Linked DNA regions of Zea mays: region 1 is linked to region 2. The links are chromatin contacts, called in public Hi-C maps. All regions are on one chromosome and are shown on one strand. The core of a region is the stretch at or near the end of the contact, and the rest is flanking DNA. Distances in the headings are between cores, read along the strand shown.

What was found. Hi-C and Micro-C count contacts between places; a contact is called where the count stands out from the background.
Region 1: a contact with region 2 is called in a Hi-C map of ear, with 2.0 times the contacts expected there. The contact joins the promoter of LOC103638736 here to the promoter of LOC100383433 in region 2. A contact is called at or near these places in 2 of 25 Hi-C or Micro-C datasets (ear and tassel).

What each region holds. Positions count from the first base shown.
Region 1 is chr9:100,364,528-100,367,379 of Zm-B73-REFERENCE-NAM-5.0, forward strand. LOC103638736 (premnaspirodiene oxygenase) reads right to left here and starts at 1,492. Exons shown (of 2, transcript XM_008661569.4): 1 at 489-1,492; 2 at 1-382. The coding sequence starts at 1,376.
Region 2 is chr9:100,099,756-100,102,848 of Zm-B73-REFERENCE-NAM-5.0, forward strand. LOC100383433 (Phox (PX) domain-containing protein) reads left to right here and starts at 1,821. Exons shown (of 10, transcript NM_001176083.1): 1 at 1,821-2,158. The coding sequence starts at 2,039.

The sequences.
Region 1 (2,852 bases), core at 242-2,741, 260 kb after region 2:
TGACGCTGCCGTCCTCGAACCTCTCCGGCCGGAACTCCTCGGCGTCGGGGCCCCAGCTCGCGGAGTCCCGGCCAATGGCCCAAGCGTTGACCAGCACCATGGCACCCTTGGGCACGTCGTACCCTAGGACGCCGCGCGTCTCCTCCTGGCACTCACGCGGGAGAAGCAGCGGCACTGCAGCGTGCAGACGCAGAGTCTCCTTAATGACCAGCTGCAGATAATGCATCTTTGGCAGGGCGTCCTCCGGCACGCGGTTTTGACGGGCGAGCACGTGACGCACTTCGGCCTGCGCCTTGCGCAGCGCCGCCGGATGCCGCATCAGCTCCGCCATGGCCCACTGCAGCGTCGTCGCCGTCGTCTCGCTCCCCGCGCTGAAAAGATCCTAAGTGCACGACGCCCCATTCGAAAAATACAAATAATGTCAACACATTGCAAAAGGCGACGTAATTTCGTCGAAAACGTTGGGGGAGAGAGAGAGCTGAGCTTACGATGATCACGGCGCGGATGGTGCCCATGTCGAGGGGGACCTGCAGGCCGCCGTCCTTCTGGATTCTCAGTAGAACGTCTAGCAGGTCTTCCTCGTCGTTTCCAGCACCGGCCGCCCTCCTCTCCTGGTGCTCCGCGATGACGCCGTCCATGAGCAGTGTCATCGCGCGGTGGTGCGCTTCCGCGCGCCGCGCCGCCCCGCTGAACGCTCGCGCGATCCTGGACGATGGGAACACGTCGGCGAGGCTGAACCCCGCGGCCACCCTGACGCCCTCGTCCAGCTTCTCCAGGAACGTGTCGCGGTCCCTGATCTGGCCGCCCACCACGGCACGGACGACCGCGTCGGTGACGTACGTGGCGAGGAGGGCGCTCATGTTCACGGGCTTCGATGACGACGCGACGGACGCGACGAGGTTGGCGGCCTCGGCCTCGCGCCCACGGCGGAGGGACATCACGCGCCGCGCGCTGAGCAGCTCGGTGACGCAGAGTTTGCGGAGCTGGCGCCAGTGCTCGCCGTGCGGCGCGAATGCGATGCCGAGGCCTTCCCGGGTGAGCTCCCGGATGGTGGCGGTCCGGGGCCGCGTTGCGAACGCGGCGTCGTGTGTCTTCATGACCTCCCGGGCCGCGTCGGGCGACGACGCCACGACGACGTGGAGCTCTCCCAGGCGGAGCAGCATGAGCGGGCCGTGCCGCTTCGCCAGGTCACGCATGGCGCGGTGCGGGAGCGCGCCCACGAGGTGGTGCAGGCTGCCAATCACCGGGAGCTGCCATGGGCCGGGAGGCGGTTTATTGCCGTGGTTGCGCCGCCTGAGCTTGACGACGAGGAGCGGCAGCAGCAGGATCGCCACCAAGAAGAGGTGATGGTAGGATGATTGGATTTCTTGGTCCATGGTTTCAGTTGCACCTCGGAGTTTTCCTTGACTTCTAGTAGTACTGCATAGTAGAGCAGAGTTCGTTTAAGTGTAGTGCTAACATGATCCAGGTTGCCAAAAAAAAAAAAAAAAAACAAATTTCCAGGAAATGAGATGCCCCGTGGACCGGCATATTTTAAATAGCACGTTTCCAGATTGCTTCTATACTGTATGGGGATTCGCATTCAGATCTAGAAGCAATGTGGTGTAAATAAATAATAATGCGTCCACTGACAAGATACAGCGATGTCGAATAAAAATACAAATTGTTTAATATGCGGTCCAATTATAGGGGTGCTTATTTGATTGCTATCCGTTAACAACCAAAACTATCTATTTTACGTAGTTAATAAAATATAAAATAGATCCCATCATTATGTTCCTTTTATTGAGATAGTAAAAACAACATATATAAAACGTCCAATTGAAAATTCAGATAATGAAGTTATCCGCCAGAAGATGTCACATCTAGTTTTTACCCTTCTGATTTCGCTTAGGGGCAGTTCGTTTTTACTGGAATGGAGGCATGAAATAATTCCTAGTCGGGTCGTTTCTCTAATTTATACAAGTTTTGATTATTTGGAATGATTACTGGTCTATTCCTGGACAAACGAACAAGACGTTACTATTTTACAACTAGAACATCAGGCGCCATTACGAGCGCCCTATCAAGACATCTCAGCTAAAAGATAGTCCATTGCATCTAGTATCTGACCAATAACGATACATTAGATGTGGTTATGAAAGGAAATGTGTAAAATTAGAAATTCTTGCAAGTGTACACAAGAAGACCAAGAGTATAGCAGCAAGTATCATGAGTAATAATAAATTAGACTTTCGATTGGTGCCCTGGTCTTGATTAAATTAGACTGCAAGGAAGATCACAAGTGTCCTGAGCGGCAAGTCATAGAAAATATAAGTCATAGAAAATATGTATGTTACGAAAATGGAAGCAAAATATCCTTATTGTCTAGTTATAGTTTTTTATGTGTACTGAAATTAGCTTAAGAAAGGCATGGAGTAAGCCGACAAAGAGACTTAAGACCTGTTTGGTGTGGCGCCAAAACCGCCGCACCGCGCCTAAGCCGCGGCACTCGATTTGGCCGCCAGAACCGCGACACAAAATCTGTGGCGCGTGTGGGCGTTTGCGGCGGCCAACCAAACATGCTCTTAGAACATCTCCACTTGTCAGGTTAAACCTTCTAGATCCGCAAATGCTACATAGTATCCATCTCTGTTTGTAGGGTTGTAATATTTTAACTTGCATTTGTTTTTCAGTCTAAGATCCAATTTCTTGTAACAAGAAACTCATGTAAGGGCATTTTTCTGAAGAAGATAAGAAAGGAAAGTACCTGGCACCCATGGAATCTGTTGTCACAGAAGGCACACTTGTCGACCATCATATTGCATATACGTCTATAAAGCAACAATACATATCATTACACCAGCATCACT
Region 2 (3,093 bases), core at 571-3,070:
TGCAAAGCCACGCTAAGGAGGAGAAACTGAAAGGTAGAAGATCGATTGCAAGGGGGCAAGCCATCGCCGAATTTCAGTTTGGTTTTACCCCCGAAAAGTTTTTTGTAAACGGATAGTGAGGCAACCATGTAATTTGTATTAGAGAGCAGGTGACAATATTTAGAGAAATAAATACATAATATGTTGGACATAGCTAGTTAAATGGTTAGGATGACATTTCACTATTAAAACCAACAACCAGTGCCATCTTTTGCGTAGATCAAACAACCACGTCAGTTTGTTTAAGCAAACTGTTAACTACTATGAATCTACCTATGAGGTTCCCAACTATATAGTTTTGTGAATCGGGGACATGCTCGGTTGGACGAACCATCGTGCTAACGTTGATGCCGGAGGAATTCACCAGAGCTTAGCTGACAGAAGAGATAAAGTACAATCCCAGTCAAGCATGCGAGTCAACTCATCAGAGAATATTTTGCTGCCAGTGAGGCCATCTTGAGAAGCGACTGGCACACTGAGGCTACTGGCACCTCCGGTACGACGCTGCTAGTAAAACTTATTTCACCCTCCTATAGGAAAGGGAAGAGACAATATTCTTTCGTATAAGCAGACATAGAGCCAACATTCTTTCGCATAAAGTTCTGAACCGATGGCTATGAACTATTCTAAAAATTGACTTGCTAATTTGCATATGGATATATATTTCATTATGACGTGAAAACAATTTGCAAGTATGTATGATATGTTGTTTTACTAAACGACTTGACCAATCTATATTTTTGGTACAAAACGAATAAAAATTAGTTATCATAGTTATAATTGATATTAAACGCAAAGAAAATCATACAGCGCATCGAGGTAGCAAACTCACGTAAAAAGTATCATGGTTGGCCGGAACACGACCCGGTTTTAATTTTCCCCTATTTTTTTATAAAACTCTATATTATACTTGATTATAAATTATAAAACGAAAAATGTGTGTGTCATGTTGGCTAGACAGATGTGAGTTTAAAGCAAACAACCATGATTCAAATGACATTCACATTTACATACTTGCACGACTGTGCACATGCAAGCTTTGCATGGAGCGAAGGCGTTTGCATGCATGGTTGCATGCACCAATTTAGTTGCATACTTGCATGCGTGATTCGTGTGTGGGTTTAGTGGTTGCATGCAGACTGGGACCGGCTGCATGTGTGGCCACGCACGGGGACGCCGCAGACGCCAGCAGAGGATTGCATGCAGACTGAGGCCGGTTGCATGCGTGGCCACGCACGGGAACGCAGAGGATTGCATGCATGCATGTAGAGGATGGAGCGGGGGCACGGATGTGGTCTACATTAAGCTCTTAATAGTTAGTAGAGATAAGAACTTAGCCAGAGGAGAGACGAGTGGTGTGGACTGTGGGGGATGTAGCGGAGCGAGGAGGGAGGGAGAGCAAAGAGTGCAGGAATCGCACATACCGGAGCGGAGGCGGTGTAGACCACCGTGGACGCGTGCTCTCAGCCCACGGTAAAAAATAACGGAATGAGTATATAGAAAAATAGAATATATTTTGAATTCTATTTCTACGAAGTTAGTATACCAATAGAATATAATTGGATTTTTGCCACTCACAACGTTGTCTTCTTGTTATAATTACCACTGTGTCTATGAATTGTGGGTCCAGCTGTGTCTATGAAATGTGGATCTGATGGCAATTTTACAAACCTGTTTGTTGCTGATGACAAATATCAGAATCTCTCAAAATGCGAAGCGCCTTGTAGAAGAAAATCCAAATTTCTGCACCACCGCGGCGGAACCAACCGTGGCAGGGGACGGCCAAGGGCGGTCGCTGCCTTGCCTGGCGTTGACAGTTTGATGCGACCGCGGGAGCGTCCGCCCGACCGCCACCGCGTCCGCCTCAGCTCCCCTCGCTTCCCTCTAATTTCCAGCCCAGTAGTAGGGAGACTAGAATCGTCGGCGCGACGCCTTGGCAGATTCGTCCGCCCCGATCCCACCACCACCGTGCCCCGCGGGTGACGTCGGACCGGCGGCGATGGCAACGTCGGCGGCGGCGGGATCGCGCAGGAAGGCGCCGAGCCCTCCGAAGCACCGCCACGACGGTACCTCGCCGCTGCCTCTCGGCATGGACTGGAGCCCTCCCCCGAAGAGATGGGTAAGCGCCCGCCGCCCGCGACCCCCCTCTCGCATCTCTACTACCCAACCCCGTCGAGGTGCACCGTCCGGCTCGTCTTGATCCATGCACCGCTATGATCTCGGAGGCAGATGCGTGCCCCGCCAGCTACGTTGCTACCTGCTGGGGAGACCGGCGATCCCACCTCAAGGGCTAGATTTGATGCTGGTTCAGTCCGTTCTGGGGACGTAGATGTGTTTTAGTGTATTGGGGGTTGTCGATCGTGGGCAGGCGTTTTCGACCTGGATTTTGCTGCAGCTGAGTAGCGCGTGCTAGTATTGGGTCCAGGTATCAAATGTGTGCGTTAGGATCTGCAGTAAAATTCGCCAAAGTAGAGCGACCCGTTGTGCATGGTTGCTGATTCAGTAACTTAGAGCTTTCCTTCGATTAGGGTGTTAGATTTCTCCTGTTTAACTGGCAAACAGTAGAATAGGGACTTGACACGTTAGTTTACACAGTGGGATTGGATGAGTCGATTCCATTTTTCTTGTTCACTTTACTAGGATTTTGTATTATGTTTCTCTTGCAAGGAGTTGATTATGAGTTTCATGGTGTACTTCTGCTGAGTGGTCTTGAAAAAAATCAGATGTACCCAGCTTCAAAATATTGATTGCCTTGTTAATAAGTAGGTGTCTTGTGTCTTCTCTTCTGTGGAGTCTTGAGTGTAGCTTTGCTTACCTGGAATATAGGTGCCAGTTGTAATTTAGCTGCTTGATGTTTTGATCCTTTTCGTGTTATCATTTTAATTTCTTCCAATGCTGTCCCAATGGTCACTACTTCTGCCTGAAATAATTCTGCATGCCTATTGGGCAAAATTCACTGATGCATGCATATGTGGCAGAATTTCCATGAAAAGCTGCCCGTGTTCTAACAAGAAACATTTCATCTACTCACTGTAGTATTTGTTTCCACACAAC